Linked DNA regions of Ovis aries: region 2 is linked to region 1. A link is a contact called in public Hi-C data. All regions are on one chromosome and are shown on one strand. The core of a region is the stretch at or near the end of the contact, and the rest is flanking DNA. Distances in the headings are between cores, read along the strand shown. Region 1 holds the start of TAPT1 (transmembrane anterior posterior transformation 1). Region 2 has its middle 53 kb from the start of TAPT1.

Region 1 (5,616 bases), core at 3,089-5,588:
TCCTGCAGGCAGGCTAGAAAGCCATCAGAGGAGTATTTGGATTGAAACACTCTTTCAAATGCAGAAGACTAAAGCCCTGAATTGACTTTTTCCAGAAAATGTCAGAAGAGTAGAAAAGCAGAGCACAAAAGCCGGCAGATTTTTGTTGGGGTACATGCTTAGGAATTTCCAGAGGGGTCCCTGAAGTCTGAGCACGCCTTGCGTATGTCAGCTTCCTTCCTCATGACCTTGTCACGGGCGGGATTCCTCACACTGGCTCCCGGCAATACCCTACTCCAAGCTCTTTTGCTCTATAAGCAACACCTGCTCCTATACATACTCCAATACCTGCATGTATAGTCACTGCTTCGTCTTCACCAGTAGAAGCTGCGTTTATTCTACACCAGGGCTTCCATTGTTAAGTCTCCAGTCATTAGAGCCAACTTAGATACTTTGGATACTAAGCCACTGAGTGGTGGAGTTATGAAACAGAGCCAAGTAGATTAGGCAAGCACAGAGTCTACAAAGCAATTCAGCCACCAAAATAAGCCAAGAACGGATTGCCCAACGCTTAGTCCAAAGTTGACTTGCTGGACCTAGATTCCTAAATAGGAACAGGATTATACAGAAACTCTACCACTTAGAACTTCTGCAGAGCAGTGAGGTGGGGAATAAGCAGGGAAACATAGCAACATGTACTTTTTTTTGGTGGGGTGGCGGGGTGGGGGAGTGGTGGTGAGGCGGGTGGGAACCTCCTGGCTGGCAGGATCTTGGTTCCCTGTTCAGGGATCAAACCCATGCCTTTGGCAGTGAAGGCGTGGAGTCCTGAAACCACTGGATCACTAGGGAAGCCCCAGCAATGTGTACTTATTATCTGGTCCTATAGCAAAAACGACAACAGATGTTGGTCATATTTTGTTTTAATTTTTAAATTTATTTTTATTGCAGTAAAATATACATAAATGTTACCATTAACTATTCTTAAGTGTACACATTAATACATATTTTTTAAGAAGAAAAAAAGAAGAGATGAATCTGCAGTTCGTGATGACTAATAAATATATCCACCAGAGTTCAAGACAGAGGACCATATGAGGCAATGGTGGAATAAATACACAGCGGCCGTCATGAGAAAGAGAACAAAATTGGGAGTGAGGAGTGAACTAGCCATTTCTAACCATGTTAGGATTTAAGTACCAGCACCTGAGAAAAGTCTCAGCCCACCACCAGGCTACTCACGACTCAGAGGGAGTTCAGTGAATGAAATGATTACAAGAGTTTAAGGGAGAAAAACAAACGTTACCCTTGATGTAGCTGTATATATACCAACCAACGTACATATACCTTCTAGGCACACACACATAAACACAGACAAGTACAAAATAAAACTAGGGACTTCAAACACTATGTTCTGAATTATTTTACTTGGACTGAGAGGGTCTGGCTAATCACCTAATCTGTAAGTTCATTTACAGGATCTCGGATGGTTAGGACAGGCCAACAAACTTCTAATTTATAAAAGTCCTACATTCCTTGGGAGAAATGATAGAGGGGACTTTGGAACTAACTGATGCTTCAGGCCACAAAGACACTAAAATTCCGACTTTCAAAAGGCAAGACAAAGGTTGCCCTGAATTGGCAGGAAAGGAGGGAAGACCAGAGTAGCAGAGGCAGCGCCAGAATATAAAGAATGGACAAAGTAACACCTTTAGTGCAAGCATCCAGTCTTGGGAGACATCTGACTCAGGACGAAATGCTGCTCACAGGACCCTAGGTGGTGCCACTCCAAGGCCCTCTGGCCCAGGGCAGCCCCTAGGGAAGAATTTTCTAAATTCTGGACAGGAGAGGAAGGAAAGGATGCTGAGCAGCGGAAGGGAGCAATGCTGGAGGGTCAGGGTGAAGGTGCTAGGCACTTGAGCAGCCCAGGGCCTTTCAGAATGACTGCAAGACTTCAAATCTCCAGTGAGGAGAGTTTGACCAGAGCAGCTTCAAAGTTAGGGAGTGGGTTTTGGCAGTGGCGAGAGCTGTGTGCCTAGCAGAGAGGGACAGACACCCGGGAGAGAGGACAAGGGGCCCACGTGGAGGCCAAGACAGAACAACGCTGGCTGGTGACTCCAGCTGAGACCTCCTGGGACCCTCACCTAAGTCCTGATCCTCAAGAGCTGCCACACGTATCTCACCTCCACTGAACGGCTGGAACTGGGGAAACACTTAACTACCCAAACAACCAGAGCTGCAAGTGTGTCCCTGATAACGACTTTCCGCAACTCTGAGTTGAAAGTCCAGCTTCAAACATGTTAAGTAAACCACCCTCAGTAACCCATGATGAAGAATGCATGGGCGGCATGAAGTCTGTGGAAGTTCACGGTTACAGGTATCCAGAGGGATGGTGGGCAGGGCCACAGAAACGGGGCTAAGGGTCCCAGCAACTGTGCTCATCAAAAGGCTCCTGACAACTTCATTTTTTGTGCGTGCAAGCAACATTTATAATGCTGAATTTCCTGAAACTCATAAATATTTCAAAAAATTACAGTGAAACCTGGCCACATTGCTCTCTCTTTGCACCAGAGTGCTTTTAATTTTCAAGTCCAAGTAAGTAAACAGACAGCTGAGAGATTTAATCCTGTCTTACTCAGATCTGACCAATTCAGAAAGTAAACACTCTCCCAAGCAAAAGTTTAAATTGGCAACTTAACCAGACAACTTAATTTTTCAAAGATAAAGATCTCTACAAAAGCTAACCTATATCTAGTTCTGAAAATTAGCAAATCAATCACGATCTCACTTGATCAGACCAAGGTAGCACTAAAGGACTTCCAAGTCTTCCATACACAAGCACAGCCAATGATACAGTAAGCCTTATGACTTAAACATTTATTGGCACGAACTGCAGGAAATAACGACCAATGCAGCTCCTACTGTGGAGCTGAAACAATTTGTAGTTGGAAGAAATTCAAAGGGAGTTATGGCTCCACTGATCTTCAAAACTCAGAATTACGCCCAGAATTAAAATGCTATGGTCACTCTACATTCAATGATACACCTCAATGTCTTCCCTTCTTTCGAGCCTCAGACAGAACTGCAGTATGAATACAAAGGCAACTTTTTAAAACTTTCTGAACACAAGAATAACATCCTACAGCTGAAAGAAACAATACTAAAACAACAGGCTTAAAAACCGGGCACTGAAAGGAGGATTCACAAGAGACGCCTTTTCCTTTCTTTTCTTTTTAAAAGCGGCTTAAGTTTCGGTTTAGGAAAAGTTCACAGGTAACATGTGCAGGAGCGCTAAATATTTATACCCTGGGCAGAAGGGCTGAAACTTCACTGCCATTACCACCGCGTTATCTGCGGCAGAAGAACACATTATTTAGAGAACAAGTTAACAGGTTCGGATGACTCAAGTTCGCTGGAAACACAACAGAAGTCACCTTGACACACAGATAATGAAATCCAGCCTCGCGCTGCTCAGTTTTGAGCTCGAGCCGGGGGTGGGGGCTGAGATGCTCGCCCACGTTATCCAGGCGGGAGGAGACCCCAGACGCTCTGTTTCGTTTGTTTGTTTGTTTTAAAGAAAGACCTTTCAGAAGCAGCAGGAAAAGGGAGCGGGGACGCACGCCCCCGGCCGCTGCCCCTCTCGGTCTCTCGGACGCACCTGGCCGGGCGGGCGTTTGATCGCCCGGCGGCCTCGGCGCTGCCGGCGGCCCCGCCCGAGGAGCCTGTCAGCGGCCGCGGCGCCTCGGGAGCCGCGCCGGCTCCGCGCGCGCCCATCCAAGCCCAGCCGCCCCCGGAGCTCGCGGCCGGAGTCCCGCGCGGCGCCTCTCGCCGCCCTCCGCCGCCGCGGCCGCGGCCTAGCGCCGCCCGCCTCCCCGCCCGCCCTTCTCACCTGCGCGGCTGCGGCGCCGCTCCCGCCGCCGGTCGCTCTCGTAGAAGCCCAGCGTCTCCGTGTGCTGAGGCGCCGGCGGGGGCCCGTGACCGCCGCCGCCGCCCAGCTGCTCCGCCTCAGCGCGGCCGTCCCGCTCGGCGCCGTCCGCGCCGCCTTCTCTCGGGGCGGCCGCGTCGCCGACGCCCGCCATGTTCCGCGCACAGCAAACCGTCCCCACCGCCTCCCTCCAGGCGCCGGCCCGGCCTCCGCCTCCGGCCGGCCCCCTTCCCGCCTCGCCCCGCCCCTCAGCGGAGCCCGGGCCGCCGCCGCCGCCGCCGCCGCCATCCGCGGCCCGCCGGCCGGCGCGCGCCATTGGCGTCAGCGGCGCGTGAGAGGAGGCGGCCGCCGCCGCCGCCGCCACGGCCGCCGCCATCTTCTTCCTGCCATCGCCGTGACGCGCGCTGCCTTCCCGCGCCGCGCCGGGCTCCATGCCGCCGGGCCGCGCGGCCGCGGAGAGCGAGCGCCTCCGGGGCTCGGGTCGGGGCCCCGGCGGGAGCAAGCCGAGCGCGGCGGCGGCGGCGGCGGCCGGAGGGTCGGCCGAGGAGCCCCGGGGCGGCGGCCGCTGCTGCTGCGCCCGCTGCCCGCCGTCTGCGAGGTGGCCGGCCGCTCGCCCGGGGCCCCTTTTGCAGGCTCGGTGCCCGGAGTGCGCCGGCGCCGCCGCCCGCCCGGTCTTGGCACCGCTGGCGCGGCCGCGGCGCTGCGGGCCGGCCTCCAGATGATCGCCGGCCCCGCGGGTCGGCTCCTCGGGCTCCCGCTCTTCTGCATTGTTTGGCTCGCCCGTCAGCATCCCGGGCTTCTGGGGTTTTGTTGTTGTTGTTGTTGACAGTTTCCAAAGCACTTGGGCCAGAAGGTGCCCCGGAGATGCTGCCCAACAGGTGGGGGTGCGGAGCGGGGAGGGCACGGGTCCGGGGACTCCGCCCGAGGAGCCGGGTGCTTTCTACGTTTTTTTGTTTGTTTGTTTGTTTTTTTTTTCCGCGCCCGCGGACCTCCTAAGGCCGCTTGTCGGCGTTAGGGTTAGGATACGGCTCTCGGCCGCCCTCGCTCATCACCCGGGGCGCCCCCTCTTCACTTGGGGTGACCGCCCTGGGCAGCTCGGGCGTGTGACTCCGCACCGAGCGCGGTGTCCGCCGCCGCTGGGAGTCAGGATGCTCCAGACTCCGGGAAGGGGCCGGTCGCTCCGTTTAAGGGGGTGGGGGATTTGTGGCCGGTCAGGTTCTTGTCTGCCAACTAAAACCTGTGCCTCTGGGGGTTCCCTTTTGATTAAGGAAAACTGGAATCCTTCGCTTAAGGTTAAGTTGTCTGGAAGTTCCCTAGACCTCAACTGGAGAGCTAGAAAAGTGAAGTCACTTCAGACGTGTCCGACTCTGACCCCACGGACTACTGTAGCCCACCAGGCTCCTCTGTCCATGGGATTCAGGCCAGAAGACTGGAGTGGGTTGCTATTCTTTCTCCAGGGGAATCTTCCCAACCCAGGGATGGAACCAGGGAATCCCACATTACGGCCACACGCTTTACCGTCTGAACAACCAGGGGAAGCCCTGATAGATACAAGTGGGTGTGAACAGAGTAAGAATCGACCTCGTGGTGGTTCATCAGAGACCTTGAGGGTTCTGTTGTCGCCAGCGGGTACCCACCTGGTTGCGAACTCAGAGTGGGCTGTTCTGGGCTCCATGCAGAGAGGACAGCCGCCTCACAGATTTAAGAGCAGATTG
Region 2 (5,822 bases), core at 1,917-4,416, 54 kb after region 1:
GATGGAGGAACTGTGGTTTGAGCCCTGGTCTCCGACACAAAATCACATACAATTCCCAGCTCTCCTTGTGGCCACATGAATGTCGGTCCCATGAATGACCACTGAGCGTGGTGTCTGAGAACATGGACTATCTGTGTGAAAGGGGAAACTTATTTACATGATCTGGGGCTGGTTTTCATACCTATGAAATAATCGTAGAATCTATTTCACAGGTAGATTTTGAGGACTAGAGGAGATAAAAGAACTAGAAAAATGCTGAGTCGGCCAAAAAGTTCATTTGGGTTTTCAGTTACATTGCAGAAAAACCTGAATAAATTTTTTTTGACCAACTCAATAATTGGCACAAAAATTCCATCAGAAAATCTAGCTATCACAACTGTCGCACTATGTGTAATTTGATTCTCCAAGCCAGGCTTCAGCAATATGTGAACTGCGAACTTCCAGGTGTTTAAGCTGGTTTTAGAAAAGGCAGAGGAACCAGAGATCAAATTGCCAACATCCTCTGGATCATTGAAAAAGCAAGAGAGTTCCAGAAAAAAATAAATTTCTGCTTTATTGACTATGCCAAAGCCTTTGACTGTGTGGATCACAATAAAATGTGGAAAATTCTGAAAAAGATGGGAATACAGACCACCTGACCTGCCTCTTGAGAAACCTATATGCAGGTCAGGAAGCAACAGTTAGAACTGGACATGGAACAACAGACTGGTTCCAAATAGGAAAAGGAGTACATCAAGGCTGTATATTGTCACCCTGCTTATTTAACTTCTGTGCAGAGTACATCATGAGAAACGCTGGACTGGAAGAAGCACAAGCTGGAATCAAGATTGCTGGGAGAAATATCAATAACCTCAGATATGCAGATGACACCACCCTTATGGCAGAAAGTGAAGAGGAACTCAAAAGCCTCTTGATGAAAGTGAAAGTGGAGAATGAAAAAGTTGGCTTAAAGCTCAACATTCAGAAAACGAAGATCATGGCATCTGGTCCCATCACTTCATGGGAAATAGATGGGGAAACAGTGGAAACAGTGTCAGACTTTATTTTTTGGGCTCCAAAATCACTGCAGATGGTGACTGCAGCCATGAAATTAAAAGACGCTTACTCCTTGGAAGGAAAGCTATGACCAACCTAGATAGCATATTCAAAAGTAGAGACATTACTTTGCCAACAAAGGTCCATCTAGTCAAAGCTATGGTTTTTCCAGTAGTCATATATGGATGTGAGAGTTGGACTGTGAAGAAGGCTGAGTGACAAAGAATTGATGCTTTTGAACTGTGGTGTTGGAGAAGACTCTTGAGAGTCCCTTGGACTGCAAGGAGATCCAACCAGTCCATTCTAAAGGAGATCAGTCCTGGGTGTTCTTTGGAAGGAATGATGCTAAAGCTGAAACTGCAGTACTTTGGCCACCTCATGCGAAGAGTTGACTCATTGGAAAAGACTGTGATGCTGGGAGGGATTGGGGGCAGGAGGAGAAGGGGACAACAGAGGATGAGATGGCTGGATGACATCACTGACTCAATGGTCGTGAGTCTGAGTGAACTCCGGGAGTTGGTGATGGACAGGGAGGCCTGGCGTGCTGCGATTCATGGGGTCACAAAGAGTCGGACATGACTGAGCGACTGAACTGCACTGGTATGTAATTCCATGTACACTGAAAACATGCTTAATGAATGGTCATTATTAGCTTCTTATGGTAACAAGAGTAGTAACTCTGTGTGAGTAATCTGCTAACAGTCTCTAACAAGGTAAAATTTGGAAACTTTTATAGCAATTTTTTTTTTTTTTTTTTTTGCTTCCTTGGTGGCACAGACTAAAGAATCTGCCTGCAATGCAGGAGACCCAGGTTTGATCCCTGGGTTGGTAAGATCCCTTGGAGAAGGGAATGGCTACCCACTCCAATATTCTTACCTGAAGCATTCCATGGACAGAGGAGCCTGGCTGGCTACAATACATGGGGTCACAAAGAGTCAGATGTGACTGAGCAGCTAACTTTCACAGTTTTTCATAGCAACTTTTTACATTGCTCCAATATCTGAGAACATCATCAGTGAACTCATTTTATTTCTATAGTACTTTTTAAAAAAAAATCAGTCTGCGATGGGTTGTTGTTTTTTAGTCGCTAAGTAGCTGTGTCCAGCTCCTTTTGACCACATGGAGTGCAGCACACCAGGCTTCTTTATCCTTCACTATCCCCTGGAATTTGCTAACTCATGTCCATTGAGTCATGAGCTATGTGTGATGGGTTGGGGAAGGAAGTTTCTTCATCACAGAGAATTTGAGATGCACTAGAAAAAATGCACAGTCTCTTATCTCGGGGAACCCTGAAGATTGAAGCTCCTAAACTCAAGAGCAGAGAGGCAGTGGAATCGGGGAGCCAGACGTCATATGAGAGGTGTTGGAGAGGTTCTTCAAATGTCTTCAGTGGAGACAGATGTTGAGTACGGTTTAAGCCAGGGGCCACAGACTGAAACTCCCAGGTGGGCAGCAAAGATGAGTCATGGGGCCCGAGTCTAAAAAAAGTCCGTGTCATTTTGATATGAAACATGTACGAACATTTGTCTTGTTGTTCTCAAACTATATGGACTTCACTTTTTCATCTTCTCAATTTTTGCTGGAAATGTGTCATGGAAATAGCTCGGTGTGAACACGATTCTAAGAAACGAACAACAACAAAAACTCCAGTGCAAGTTTGATAATGAATGATAAACTTATTTAGCCAAGTGTGGCAGACAGGATTCTGAGAGTCCCGCCTCGTGTTTGTGTGCATGGCCTGCAAAAGCCATGGGACTGTCACTGTGATGTGACGTCACCCCCAGGAGTAGCTTGTGTCACAAAGCTTGGCTTTAAGGATAGGAGAGGAACTTGGATGGGCCAGCCCTATTCAGGTGAGGCCTCAAAGGGGACTGAGCTCCTTCTGGAGGGAGAGCTGGAGCATGAGTGGGGTGCTCCCTTGCTGCCTTTGAATATGCAGGCCACGCGGTAAGGAATGCTGGCGGCCAGCCGGACTTGAGACTGTTCCTGCTCAGAACCAAGAGACAAGTGGGAGTACAGGCATACGACCACACAGGACTCAGTCCCTGCCTGCACCACGTGGTCTGGGAGGGGATGAGAAAGCAGGCTGGCTGGCACACAGACGGTAGCTTCATAAGACTGTGAGCAGGAAACGCAGTCATGCTGTTCCTGGGCTTCTGACCACAGGGCTTTTGACCACAGAGGTGTCAGCTGCCCCATGAGTGCTGTTCTAAGCCTCTAAGTTTGTGTGGTCATTGTTACAAAACAATAGAAAACTAACACAGCTAGGAAGCAGACACCAGGGTCAGAGCAGATGGAAGATTCTGGAGGGCTCCTAGTTGGTTAAAGGGGGTGGCTGCCACTTGGTGCCAGCCTTCTGCTGCATGTGAAAGTATGGAGGGGATATAAGTATACTTATAGCTGATTCACGTTGTGGTACAGCAGAAACAAAGCGATTATACTGCAATTAAAAAATAAAAAAGAGAAAATATGGATTCAGTGTTTGCAGATCTGTGGGCTCTAGAGAAGCCAAGAATCTGGATTTTTGTATGAAACAGCTTGACTTTTAACATGGAAATTCTACACACACACAGAGACACACACATGAAGTCAAGGAACCGCCTTCATGCCCTGACTCTGGAATGACAGTCTGCTACCAACAGTCTTAAATTTCTAATTTGTGCGGGTATGTTTTCTTAGAGTTAAAATTCCAATTTTCATTTGTAGGTCATTCATTGCCAAGTAAAATCCAAGATCTGACTTTGAGAAAATTTCGTTATAACTGGTGTTGGTATCTATCAACAGCTCTCTTTGCTTAGAAAGTGAAAGTGAAAGTCTCTCAGTTGTGTCCGACTCTTTGTGACCCCGTGGACTGTATACTCCATGGAATTCTCTAGGCCAGAATACTGGAGTGGGTAGTCTTTCACGTCTCCAGGATATCTTCCCAACCCAGAGACTGAACCCAGGATTCCTGTATTGCAGGCGGATTCTTTGCTTAGCGGTGAATTGTTATTTCCTTTGGTTAAATATTAATGAAGAAAAGATACCTCATAGAATCCACCCTTTTTCTCCATCATACTTCAGTCTCAAGAATTTTTACCTGAAATGGAATGTGTGAATGTGTGGACTCCAATAATGCCTCTAATAAATCCAATTTCAAGTTAAGCTGAAAAAGCACTGAAGTTCTTTCTGTTGTTTCAGAAATCTTTGAGAAGCTGACATTGTTCTTAGAGTAGCTTTTCACAGTTTCATTTCTTACTTCTGTGTGATATCATTATTTGTTATTCCATGCTGCCACCTAGTGAAATAGCAGAAGGGCTGTGCAGGTGAGTTCAAATTTTGTGCTTTTTGTATCTGAATTTTGGTGAGTATTGTGATTCTCCCATATTATATAGTGGTGCTTGTGGTAAAGAGCCTGCCTAGCAATGCAAGAGACATAAAAGACGTGGGTTTGATCCTTAGTTGGGAAGATCCCCTGGAGGAGGGCATAGCAACCCACTCCAGTATTCTTGGAGACTGGGGATCAATCCCTGAGATAGGAAGGTCCCCTGGAGAAGGGACTGTCTACCCATTCCAGTATTCTTGCCTGGAGAATCCCATGGACAGAGGAGTCTGGCGGACTACAGGCCATGGTGTCGCAGAGCTGGATTTGACTGGGAGACTTTCACTTTCATACTTAGAGTGAAAGTATTGGTATAGGCTAGATTCCCTAGAAAATGAAGGGTCTATATAATATGAATGCTTTTAGTTTTTTTGAAAAAGAACTGGAGAAGGAAATGGCAACCCACTCCAGTGTTCTTGCCTGGAGAATCCCAGGGTCGGAGGAGCCTGGTGGGCTGCAGTCTATAGGGTCGCACAGAGTCGGACACGACTGAAGCGACTTAGCAGCAGCAGCAGCAGTTACTTTGTTAGATTCTTGGAGGTCTAAAATAAAATTCAAAAGCAGGTTATTTGCAGCAACATGGATGGATATAGAGTGTCATACTGAGTGAAGTAAGTCAGAGAAGGAAAAATATCATATGACATCCCTCATAGGTGGAATCTAAGTGGAATTTAACGTGGAACCTAAGTGAAATTTAAGGTGGAATCTAAGTGGAGTAGGTGGAATGATGCAAACGAACTCACTTAGAAAACAGAAAGAGACTCACAGGCTTAGAGAATGAACTTACGGTTTCCAGGGGGATGGGATAGTTAGGGAGGCTGGGAAGGTCATGCACCCATTGCTATATTTAAAATAGTTAATGAACAAGGACCTACTGCATAGCACAGGGAACTCTGCTCAGTGTTATGTGGCAGCCTGGATGGGAGGGGATTTCGGGGGAGAATGGATACATGTGTATGTATTGCTGTGTCCCTTGGCTGTTTACCTGACACTCCCTCATTGTTAATCAGTTATACCCCAATAGAAAAAAAAAAGCAAAAGCTTGAAAAAAATTCAAAGGCATATTGTATCTTTGCAATGTTTTAGCCTTACATATAGCTTGCTTTGTTTTCAAAATTGTTGTGTTTCATTTTTTAGAGATGTGGAGGTTCACAAAAATGGAGAAATTTCCTGGGAAAACAGGTCATCATTCTTTTGAATGTTTCTTTAAAGCAAAGTGTTCCTGCTGCACCAGACTGCACCCTAGTAAGTAAATTCTTATGTTCCTGCATCCCCCCACCATTCCCAGTCTCCCGCCCATCTTGTGTCCAGTTCTGGGGCTTTAATTTCTCAGCAGAGGACTTTATATCTGAAGTTTCCAATATGTGACAAGCAGGTCACCTATTGCAATCATTCATAGATTCATGGCATCGCCTCTGCTAGAAAT

What was found. A called contact is a pair of places that touch in the nucleus more often than the background predicts.
Region 2: a contact with region 1 is called in a Hi-C map of blood, with 2.8 times the contacts expected there. The contact joins the enhancer-like site here to the promoter of TAPT1 in region 1. A contact is called at or near these places in 2 of 16 Hi-C or Micro-C datasets (blood and tail adipose tissue).

Annotation. Positions count from the first base shown.
Region 1 is chr6:112,248,958-112,254,573 of ARS-UI_Ramb_v3.0, forward strand. TAPT1 (transmembrane anterior posterior transformation 1) reads right to left here and starts at 4,339. Exons shown (of 14, transcript XM_015096648.4): 1 at 3,866-4,339. The coding sequence starts at 4,334. LOC114115351 (a long non-coding RNA gene) reads left to right here and starts at 5,029. Exons shown (of 3, transcript XR_003589722.3): 1 at 5,029-5,616.
Region 2 is chr6:112,303,720-112,309,541 of ARS-UI_Ramb_v3.0, forward strand. No RefSeq gene overlaps it. Among named protein-coding and RNA genes, the nearest start is that of TAPT1, 53 kb to the left of the region's middle. Within about 2 kb of position 3,167, at least 8 of the 54 cell types and tissues checked have an H3K27ac peak or open chromatin away from gene starts, as enhancers often do.